Regions from separate parts of the Mus musculus genome. Here region 1 is linked to region 2. Evidence: chromatin contacts called from public HiChIP or PLAC-seq data. All regions are on one chromosome and are shown on one strand. Each heading gives the region's core, a stretch centred on a gene start, on an enhancer-like site or on the middle of the called end of the contact. The rest is flanking DNA. Distances are from core to core; before and after follow the strand shown. Region 1 holds the start of Hoxb7 (homeobox B7). Region 2 overlaps Gm38961 (a long non-coding RNA gene).

Region 1 (5,544 bases), core at 2,092-4,591, 610 kb after region 2:
TAATCTGTTCATCTGGAACCACAGTTCACAAAGACAGCTTCAAAGAGGGCTTACAAAACAGCAAGATTTTACAAAGACCTTACTAGCAACATAGAAAAGGGGAGGCACATTCCAGAAAGCCACAGAACAGGTAGATAATGTCCTTCCGATACTGTACAAAAACAGACAACACACTTTCCCATAGGTAGTATATTTTTTTACAGTGTTAAGAAACCCAAATTTCACCCTTCTCTTTCCTTATTATTTTTAGACCTCTTCATTTAAATAGTTTGCCCCTTTATTTGAGTTTCATGCTTCAGTTCCCATAATTGGGTTCTCCCTCTCTTCGCTTTCCTCCTCTTGGCTTTCTCTGTCCCTCACTCTTCCTCCTCCTCCTCCGCTTCCGCCTTGTCCTGGCCGGTGGTTCCCGGTCCTGAGGTTTTGTTCTCCTTTTTCCACTTCATGCGCCGGTTCTGAAACCAGATCTTGATCTGTCTTTCGGTGAGGCAGAGCGTGTGCGCGATCTCGATGCGCCTCCGCCGAGTCAGGTAGCGATTGTAGTGAAATTCTTTCTCCAGCTCCAGGGTCTGGTAGCGCGTGTAGGTCTGGCGGCCTCGCTTTCGGTCAGGCCCTACACACAGGATTAGAGAGAGAGAGAGAGAGAGAGAGAGAGAGAGAGAGAGAGAGAGAGAGAGAGAGAGAGAGAGAGAGAGACTGTGTGAAAAACACCAACAGAATTCTGACCCCCTTCCTAGGTGGTTACCTTGCTGGAACTACATTAATCCCCTTTCACTACTAGGTGCAGAAAACATTTTCTTTTCTTTGTGTGTGTGTGTGTGTGTGTGTGTGTGTGTGAGAGAGAGAGAGAGAGAGAGAGAGAGAGAGAGAGAGAGAGAGAGTGTGTGTGTGTCCATAAGAGTTGTTCTGTTTTTCAAGCTGGGTCATGCTATGGAGCCTCTGGCTGGTTTCACACTAGCAGCCATCCTCCTGATTCAGCCCCAAGTACTAAGTGCTGGGTTCCCAGGCCAGCCCCAGCACACCAGGTAGTCCTGTCATCCATGAAGGGTGGTTTTGCTCTGCCAGGAGCTTCTGAAAACCAGGTAGTTCTCAGCTGCTGGCTCCCTGAGACTCTATTCCAAAGGGGCTAACACAGAAAGAGAGCAAATTCTGTCATCAGTCACTCTCTAAGGTCAGGGGCACCAAGTCTACCCTTTCCCCATTCAGGTGGCCTTTGAGGTACAGGGCTCTGGAAACCATATTAGTGTCCCTAGAGTGGGGCTCCAGGCCTAGTCTGAGAAGAACAGAAATAAAAGGAGCCATAGGCCCAGTCCCCACCCAAACTTGTTGTGGAATGGGGAAGAGACAAGGACATTATTTCCTTGGACCTTGGCATTAGTAGACTGACAGAACTTGGCTCTGATGATTCCTTCCCAGTAAGTATCAAGCAAGGTCTGACTACTGCCTGCCTTCCTGCACATGAAACCTACTTGTCTGAAGCAATATTTGGGCCTCCAGGACTGCAAGGAAGAAAAGAATGACCAGAGTCTACGAGAGAGAGCAAGGTGAAGATTCCTATGGTGGGGCAAAAGGGTATCTGAGAACTCCCAGCATAGGCTCAGAACCCCAAGGAGACTGGGGAGATGCTGGTATCCGCCCTCTTGGGAAGGAGACAGGAGAGGGGAGAGAGGCTAAGGACCTTAATTTCAAGTCAGCTATAAGCCAAGCTGAAATATTTACGAGGTGGGGGGGGGGAGGGACTTTGATAAACCAACTGGAAGGTCAGTTCAATTACAGGGTAGGTAACAGGAACCGTGAAGAACAATAGTCAAGAAATGGTTTCCTCGTGGCCCCCAAGCCCATGAGTATAGGAGTCTCTGGCCCGGTTGGGTCTTCTGAGCCTTGGAGTTGGCTCCCAAGCCCACCTGCCTCGGGGAAATGTAAAAGGTGTGCGAGGAAGCTGTGAAGGAGACCTGAGGGAAGAAAACCTATGGTTCTTAAAGCATCGTGCACTCCCTAAATCTTGATTTGGTTCTGAAGAGTCCTAGCCCTCCCCAAGAGGAGAGTCATCTTTCTGGAGTGATACCACCAAACTTGGCTGTTCCTCAGGGGCCCACAGAGCCCTTGGAAAGACACCTGGAAAAAAAAAATAACAAACAACCTATGCTCTCCTGGGGAGCTGACGGGCCTTCTAAGTCCATCAGGAGGTGGGGGTCAGTAGACTCATCGCTCTGGGTCTCAGACTAACTCCTTCACCACTCTTTGACTCTGTGTCCCTGTCTGGGTCCTCATCTCTTCTGTTTCCTCTCCCCCATCCCACCAGGCCTCTAGAGCCCACCTCTAATTGTCCTGATGGGAATAATGGGGGAGCGGGGTTGGCTAGAAAGGAAGGGGGAGGGGAGAATCGCTTAGCGCCATGGCCCCCTCCTCCATATCTTGCCCAAGCTAGGGCTGGGGGGACACACCCAGAACTGAGCTCTCAGGCAGGGAAGGGGGGAGAGAGAAGAGAAAGACCCTAATGGCTATTCTCTGCAAACCCCAGCCTTTCTAGGCAAGACAAACGGCCTCGTCTCCAGCCCGTGCCGGCGCTGCTGATAAATATTTAAAGCTAAAAGGCCGGGAGGAAGGGTTGGGGGCGGGCTGGGGGCTTTGAGCTCTGTGGCGTCGGCAAAAAGAGATCCGCTAGGGCCTGAGAGCACTGAGCAAAACTGGGAGTGGGGGTGGCGCGCGTGGTCCCAGCCCAGACTTAAACGGCGTGGCAATGGCCGATCTGCAGCCGGGAATAACCTGGACACAGAGAAGGGTGCCCTGGCCGGAAGGGAGCCCTTCTGGGGACCGTGGCCCGGACACTGCGGCTCGGGACCGCTCAGAGCGCGGCTTTACCTGAGCTTCGCATCCAGGGGTAGATCCGGAAGTTACTCTCGGCCGCCAAGTCCGAGTCCCTCTGCTCCTTGGCGCCAGCCGCCTTGGCGGGGTCGCCCGGACACACCCCGGAGAGGTTCTGCTCAAAGGGCGCGCAGTGCATGTTGAAGGAACTCGGTTCGAGCCCGTAGCCGGCCGCATAGACGCCAGCCGCGCTCTGGCCCGCCATGGCCCCCCCGCCGGAGTACAGACCCTGCACCGAGGCGGAGAAAGGAGCGCCCGGACCTGCTCCATAGCCCGGGCGCTGGGGGTTGGAAGCAAAGGCGCAAGAAGTTTGTTCGGGGAAGGCTCCTGGAGCGAAAACCGAACTTGCGGCTGGATATTTAGAAAATAAAGCATTCGCATAATACAATGAACTCATAATTTGGCCGGATGATTTGTAGTCGGGGACGTTTTAGTGTCGGTTTTACGAGATTCCTTGATATATTACAGAATTAGAGTCCAGATTTACACCAAAAGGACCCCCTTTTTCCTCTTCTGACCACGTGACCCCGGCCCACGTGATATCCCCTCGGCCAATGGTATGACGGCCTCCCGGAGGCTCCCAGTAATGTGGAAAAAATTGTGTGGCGTTGGATTTATAAAATATGATCAATAATGAATGGGAAGGCCGAGCTCTGCGGATTGGGGCTGGGGGCTTAAGGGCCGCTGTCGACCCCCGCGGGCTGGAGGCAGCTTGCAGGCGAGATTTGGGGAAGAAGGAATTGAGTGGAAGAGAAAATAAATAACCTCTGAGGGAACCGTGTTGTCATCCCCCACCCATTTCCCCCAGCCGGTTACAGAGCGAGAGAGACGCAGGGATTGAATGTTCGCAACTTGGTGGGTGGGTGCTGGCCGAATATTTATTAATTTGGGTTAATTCATCCGAGCTGCTGCTCTTCTCCCAAGAGGAGGCGAGCCTGGCCTCCCGGTTGTCTTAGTGCCCCAGTTGTAGTAACTAGATGTGACCAAGGCGTCCCTAAGGCAGAGATCCAACCCAATAAGGCGTTGGACGCTGAGATTTCTGATGACAATAAAAAGATATACAAAATTTAAAAAGAATGGAATGGGGGCTGGGAGAAAAAGGAAGGGAGGAAGGAGGCTTGGGTCCGGCTCGCTGCTTTCCCGGTTCCGGAAGGCGGATGCCTCACTCACTGGAGCGTGGCTGCCAGGAAGGCAGAAGCAACGAAGGAAGGAAGGCTGCGGCAAGCCGAGGCCTAGAAACTGGGAGAAAGTGACGACGTCCCAGAGAGGGGAGGTAGGGAGGAACCGCTTCCCTCTGCTCCTGTTTCCCCAACCTGAGTCCAAGGAAAAAATGGAAATAGAAACTCAGAAGTCTTGCGCTGCATCTTTCTCACCCCCCCGTACCCCCCCCCCCAAACACACACACACACACACACACACACACACACACACACACACACACACGGAAACAAAGAGAAAAGCGGCGGGGGACACTAGCCACCAGCCTGGGTAGATCTCTTCCCAAGAGCGGCCTGGGCGCTGGAGTCTCCCTGGTCCTTCAGCCTCAGAATGCAAGGGGAGGGGGTTTCTCTTGGCTCCCCTCCCTCGATCCTCTCTCCTCCAATCACGTTCAGCCGCCTCCCTCACCCCCTGCGCCCCTGGGCCCAGGGACTCGCACCACCTGCTTCCAGCCCCCGCCCCCGCCCCCTCCTCTCAGCGACCTAGCCTAGGCCAGCCCAGGAGCCTGCTGACCAGCTCCCCCCCACCCCCAGCCCTGCAAGGCGCCTAGGAGCGAATGAGGAGCGGCGGCCCGGGCCAGTCTCGGGTTCTCGCTTGTAAACTTTATTGTAACTCTTCCGCCCTTTTCAGGCGCAGACAACAGAACAAAGTATAGAGGAACAACAAAATATATAATTAGCCCTCCCTCCCCCCCATAAAGCAATTCACAGATACAGGATACATTCTCTTCACAGTAAACCTAAGAACACTTTTAACAATGCTCACAGCGCGCATGCTAACTAAAGTAATCTCTTTTGAGAAACACTTAAGACAAAATTGTCAAACCAAAGGGGGTGGGGGTGGGGGGACAGGAGGAAAAGAGAGAAGCAAGAGAGAAAGCCAGCTAGGGAGGGCAGCGGGGAGAGGGGGTTGCGAGGAAAGATGGGGACGCGGTGAGAGAAAGAGAGCGAGAGAAAGAGAGAAAGTGAGCGGGAGACAGAAAGAATTACGGCGTGAATAGGCAGTTTCATGTTGTTGGGAAAACTTAGCAGAAATCGGTACCTCGGTCATTACAAAGAAGCACGTTCAAAGGAAACAGACCATTGCACAAGGAGGCTTTTTTACATGGGGCGGGGGCGAGGGGGTTCTGCCAGGCCGCAGTCGATCACCCTCGCAGGACGAGGGAGTCCTTGCTTAAAATCCTTTTCTTTTTTTCCCCCCGGACCCCCAAGAGAAGGGAAGGAGATCCACGGTAGCTCACACACAGAAGCTATTACGAGATACTACCACTAGCGGGGACTGGCGCGGCGGGGGACGCTGCTGTGGGAGGCCCAGCTCCTGGCTCCGCTCGCGGGGCCGGAGCTCTCGGAGGCGGGGGGCGGGCGGCGGCGGCGTGGTCGCGGGGGGGACCGGCGGACGTGCGGGCTAGTCCGGGCCCGAGCAGTCCCAGCTGGAGCCTACTTCTTGTCACCCTTCTGCGCATCG
Region 2 (5,717 bases), core at 93-2,592:
GTTTGTCCTCTTGCTAGTGGGAGATCACTGTCACTTATGAATCCTTGAATATCTCCAGACTGGGACACCCTCGATATCAGCCTGAGTATCACCTTCTCTTCCACCTCCAATAAGAGGAAGAGGCTAGATGCTAGCTATCCCAGTTGAGATCACAGAGGCTTTTCTAACTCGCAGAAAGGCTCTTCAGGCCCAGAACTGCAGAGCAGCCATGATCCTTGAGCAAGTTCTAAGTGGATTCTGTCCCTGTCCATTGGCCTGCACACTTACCTGAACATCCAGTTGGTGAAATGTATGAAGTCCTTGCCCAGGACTTTCTGTGTTCACACTGAAGCAGTGCCCAGGATCCTGGCATCTTCAGACAGCTTCCCTGTGGCCCACCAAGGTGTTTAGGCCATATGTGATAATGGCCACAATCACTTCTCACTCCAGAACTTTTACTAACCTTTGATACTTTCTCAACTGTGGACTACGGCTCCCCACCCCCAGCCATGGTCTTCCCGGTAGCTTTTTCCCCCCCAAATACTTCATTTCAAGAACTGCCAAACTTTGGTCATTTTTTATGTTAGGGACCCAGCTTATCTCACTGTGGAGGCCCCATGGGGTTCATGTAACAGCAGGAGACATATTTGCACCTCATAGAAGGACGCCCTCTCTGAGAACGGAAGATACCTCAGAAAGGCACAGGTAAGCGGAACTTAGCTGACATCATATCAATGTTTGTGGATGTTCAGAAGATGGGTGGGGGTCAGATGCCTTGAAGAGTCAGTGATTTGGGACACTTGGTGTGTGTAGGAGCCGGGTGAAGCCTGGCAGCTGTTTGTCAGCTGTCTGCCATGTAGCCACTTTGCCTATTCATTCCCATCATCTCAAAGGTCACAGGCCTAGCTACAGAGTAGTGAACAAGCCATTCTTTGCCCTCACAGACCCCAGGCAGTGTCTGACCCAGCAGGCAGGATGCGGAGGGGAAAAGGGGAAACTTGGGGACCCCCCACCAGCCACTCTAGTAGATCCTGCCTCTCCCCCTGACCCCCTCCCGCTGGCTTCTCCACTTCTCTCTCCCATCTCCTCCCCTTCCTCACCTGCCTTTCTTTCCCCTCTTTGGCTCTCTACCATCCAGAGCCCACCCTTCATCTCCATGGCAATAAAAGGGGAGGTGGGGTGGGGTGGGTTGTGCCCTGTATTTTTAGCCGGTCCATAATAGGCCTTTTCTCTGGAGACACAGGCACTGCCTGTGGAACGAATCTCCGCCTGTTCCTCTGCTCACAAAGGGCCAGCGGAGCCCCTCCCTCTGCCTAGGCTGCCCTCAGTGACCCCGGCCCCGTTTCAGGGTGTGCTTCAGCCCTCCAGGGTCTGCAGCTGGGTCTCTCTCACGGGATCCTACACACAGACAGGGTCACTCCAGCTGACCTCCCTGGAGGACAGAGGTCAAGCCCCCTCTGGGGTCTCTGATGTGATTGGAAGGGAGCTGGGGCGGGAGGAGGAGGAGGGATGTGCGCGGGGAGGGGACCGTCTTTTTTAATGTAGAATTAAATGACTCCTTGTGTCTCCCCTGTCTCTGCCTCTCTCAGGCTGGGTCTCAGGGCCCAGAATCCCACACTTAGGAGTCCGGGCAACTTAGAAATGGTTAGCCTCCTGTACGGGAGCTTGGTTGAGTGAAAGCCTGAGCTATAACAACTATAAAGTCTTGGCAGGGAAGCTGAGAAACTCTAAAGGGTAGTGGGGTCTGCATAGTCAGCCTTGCCTTTGAAGCTGGGCTTTGCTTGCTTTTGAAGTTGGAAAGGAAAAAAAAAAAAAAAAAAAGGAGAAAAATATAGGGACATGGAGAAGAAAGAGCCCTCGATCAATCCAGGGTCTTTTGAAGCCTCCTATCAGCTGAAAATCAAACTCCAGTATAACTAACATTTGTTGTGAAAGTTACAGACATAGAGGATCTATACATATATATCCTCTCTCTCTCTCTCTCTCTCTCTCTCTCTATATATATATATATATATATATATATATGTATATATATACACAAACACACACATATATATACACACATACATACATATATATAATAAAATTACATATATCATATATAATGTAACTTTTTAAAAGATTTCTTTATTTTGTGTATGAGTACACACTATAGCTGACTTCAGACACACTAGAAGGTTCCATTAGATCCCATTACAAATGGTTGTGAGCCACCATGTGGTCTCTGGGAACTGAACTCAGGACCTCTGGAAGAGCAGCCAGTGCTCTTAACTACTGAGCCATCTCTCCAGCCCCCTGGCAGTGTATTTTTTTAATGGAGAAATATTTTAAGATAAAAATGTTAAAATAGCTGGGCATAGTGGTACATGCCTGTAATCCCAGCACTTGGGAGGTGGAGGCAGGAGGATCAGAAGTTCAAATTGACATCATCCTAGGATGCTTAAGTTAGAGCCCAGCCTGGGCTCCATAAGACCCTGCCTCAAGAAAGGTTACCATAGCAACAGAGCAGGTTTCTGCCCATGACCTTAGGTAGGGTCTCCTATTGAGAATATCTCTAGGAGTCTTTCAAAAGAGGCTGCTAATTTTGTTTGCAGTGAAAATGCCCTAACTTCCTGCATCTCTGTGACCAATGCCTGGCTTGAGATATCTCCTGCGTGGCATGCTCACCTTTAAGTGGGAATGAGAGCCGCACGTGGTAGTGTATTCATGTACAAGCCAGGTCCTGCAGTGCTCACCTCTCAGAGACGCACATCCCCCACCCCCACCCCAAGCTGCAGCTGTCCCTTAGGAGCAAATTCTTTAGGGAAAACTAAACAAAAGAAAACATTTTGGGGGGCAGGGTAAGGAGAGGGTATAGGGGAATTTCGGGATAGCATTTGAAATGTAAATGAAGAAAATAGCTAATTAAAAAAGGATTAAAAAAAAAAAAAACGTTTTGGGCTGAAAAGATGGCTCTGTAGTTAAGAGTACTGCGTGCTCTCCCAGAGGCCTGAGTTCAATCCCTATTACCTACACCAGACAGCTCCCTGTAACTGCCTGTAACTTTTTGTCCAGGAAGAATGCACACCTCTGGCCTCTATGTCTTTTAGACAGACATATATGTAAGCATAGTTTTTTTTTTAAAAAGCATTTTCAGTGATAATTCTATTTATCTTGTGTTCCCGAGTGTGGATGTGCATGCCCGGGTGCGTGGGGCAGAGCTATACTGTTACCTCCAGAGCCATTTCCTCTGAGCGCAGGAAGGAGCTCTGATGCTTCATATTGTCAATCAAGCCAGGACACTCTCGATAATTACAAATAAGGTTCCTTCCCTAGAGAAACGTATTCCAGGTCATCCAGTGGGTGGAAACATAGACCAGCACGGCTGGCCAGCCTGGATGAACCACACCTTGGGCTCTTCACTTCTGGCTGTGAGTGTGGCTCTCCTCAGGTTAGAAGCAACTAAGAATCAGAGTAGCTACTGCCTAAGGTGAGAGGCTCCACAACTCCCGCCTGGGAAAACACTCAGAAAAGAACCTGACCACTGGCCCTGCCACACAAGGGTCAGTAGTTGTATTGATTTCTCATCACATCTCTGTGGATCTCATTTCCAGAACTGTGCTCATTCCAAATATTCCAAACCTTTGTCCCTAAGAATCCTTCTCCCTCCCACGCTGGACGCGTATTCTGATTTGGGGTAAGAAATAACACACAGTAACTCTTGTTTGGGTGATGGGAAATCGCCCATTTTGTCCATGTAGACGGAGGCTCTTAATGATGAACACAGCTAGCCCAGAAGGGAGGAACTGGCGCAATACAAAACAGGACCAGGCCAAAGATGGGTTGGAAAGGTCAGAGGTGAGCTGGTGGGCAGTGCCAAACGGTGCTTCTAATCTGCCCGACTTACTACTGGCATCATCTCAAGAGATAATTTAATGCCCTGTGGCCCTGTTCGCTCCCGAAGAAAGAAGACGACAATAACCAACAACACAACCAGCCCATGTTTTATGTGAGCACCACGTGTTTGTTCCCAGTGCACAGTTATTAATATCCTTGTCCCAGTGCCTCCTCCAAAGCTGATCACCACTGAATTATGGGCCCTGAATCTTAGTCCCTGCTCCCTTTACTGCCTTCTGTGATGCCCTGAAGAAGAAAAGAACCGGGCTCTCCTCTGCAGACAGGACCCAGAGCCCAGGACGGGTACCCATGTCCCCAGCTGGGAGCACAAAGAATATGGGAGGCAGGGCTGAGTCAAGGAGCAAGAGAGAAAGGGCCTCTCCTATGCGGTCTGGTGGTGAGAAGCAGCCTGAATGGAGCTCAGGGATGGAGCTCCTGGAAGACTCCTCTTCCACATCTTAAGCTCTAGGATCTAGCTGGTCTTGTTTTCCTAAACTTCACTTTCGTCTGTGAAACAGAAAAATGCTAAAGATCTTCTTTGAGCATTCCATGTGTGTGTGTGTGTGTGTGTGTGTGTGTGTGTGTGTGTGTGTGAGACGAAGAGCATGAGAGGGTCAGAGGGCAACTGGTGAGAGTTGGTTCTTTCCTTCCACCATATGGGTTCCTAGGGCTGAACCCAGGATAGCAGGCTTAGAATGGCAGATGACCTCCTATGCTAGTCTGTCTTACCAGGCTGGCCCAAAATAGAATTTTTTTACAAGAATCAAGCCTTTGTGTTTCTCCTTTTAATTGCATGTGTGCATGTATGTGTGTTTGTGTGTGTGTGCGCGTGCCATACCATATGTATGTGGGTACCCTTGAGGACCAGAACACAGTGTCAGATCCCCCCTGGAGCTTGAGTTACCTAGGTAGTTGTAAAGCCACTCAGAAAGGTACTGGGAACAAAATCTCTGTTCCCTGGAAGAACAGGAAATGATCTTAACCACTGAGTCATCTTTCCAGCGCTCAAAATAGAACATTTTAAAACTTCCCTTTCCCTTGGTCATTTTTTATTTATTTATTTATTTTCAGAGCTGAGGACCGAACCCAGGGCTTTGTGCTTCCTAGGCAAGTGCTCTACCACAGAGCTAAACCCCCAACCCTTTTTTTTAAAAAAATTCTTTTTGTTTATTTTTGGTTTTTGGTTTTTTTCGAGACAGGGTTTCTCTGTGTAGCCCTGGCTGTCCTAGAACTCACTCTGTAGACCAGGCAGGTCTCGAACTCAGAAATCTGCCTGCCTCTGCCTCCCAAGTGCTGGGATTAAAGGCATGCGCCACCACCACCGCCTGGCCCCCTTGATCATTTTTAATCTCTTATAATGTACTAGACTCCATGCTGGATACTTTATATTATATAAAGTACCAGACACACACATATACACCACATACATATGTACATACCACACACAAACACCACATACATACACATACCACACACACACACACACATGCTACACCATACATACACACACACACATACACACACACATATTCACACACACATACACATAAACACATACACATGCACACACATACACACACATACACATACACACACATACACACACACATATGTGTGTGTGTGTATATCATTCATATATATAATTTTTCCCATAGCCTCTGTTTGATTTCTCTACAAAGTCTCTATAAACAGCACAGAACTAGAGCTCCTCATGCTTCAAAACGCTTGGATTGTGTACATGAACCACCCTGTCCAACTTTTATGGATTTTTCAAAAAGATTTTTCAATAAAGATGTGTTATTTTCTTTTATTTTTTTATCTAGGTGTGTGTGTCTGTGTGTGTGTGTGTGTGTGTCTGTGTG

Evidence for each region. HiChIP or PLAC-seq counts read pairs in DNA pulled down with a chosen protein or histone mark.
Region 1: an H3K4me3 HiChIP or PLAC-seq map of embryonic forebrain shows a contact between it and region 2, with 5 times the contacts expected there. The contact joins the promoter of Hoxb7 here to the enhancer-like site in region 2. A contact is called at or near these places in 5 of 39 promoter capture datasets (cranial neural crest, embryonic stem cells, frontonasal cranial neural crest and 1 more), 12 of 484 Hi-C or Micro-C datasets (CD4 single positive thymocytes, the G1E-ER4 cell line, cardiomyocytes and 7 more), 12 of 115 datasets of contacts at active chromatin or transcription factors (T-cell acute lymphoblastic leukemia, craniofacial prominence, embryonic basal ganglia and 9 more) and 2 of 9 other capture datasets (adipose tissue and macrophages).

What each region holds. Positions count from the first base shown.
Region 1 is chr11:96,284,443-96,289,986 of GRCm38.p6, reverse strand. It overlaps Hoxb7 (homeobox B7), which reads right to left and starts at 3,341. Exons shown (of 2, transcript NM_010460.2): 1 at 2,860-3,341; 2 at 1-610. The coding sequence starts at 3,259. The coding sequence ends at 357. It overlaps Hoxb8 (homeobox B8), which reads right to left. Exons shown (of 2, transcript NM_010461.2): 2 at 4,662-5,544. The coding sequence ends at 5,517.
Region 2 is chr11:96,895,201-96,900,917 of GRCm38.p6, reverse strand. Gm38961 (a long non-coding RNA gene) reads left to right here. Exons shown (of 3, transcript XR_880184.2): 2 at 567-684. Among named protein-coding and RNA genes, the nearest start is that of Gm38961, 4.5 kb to the left of the region's middle. Within about 2 kb of position 1,342, at least 38 of the 459 cell types and tissues checked have an H3K27ac peak or open chromatin away from gene starts, as enhancers often do. A contact at or near this core is called in craniofacial prominence, embryonic forebrain, embryonic stem cells and 1 more, where this site is marked.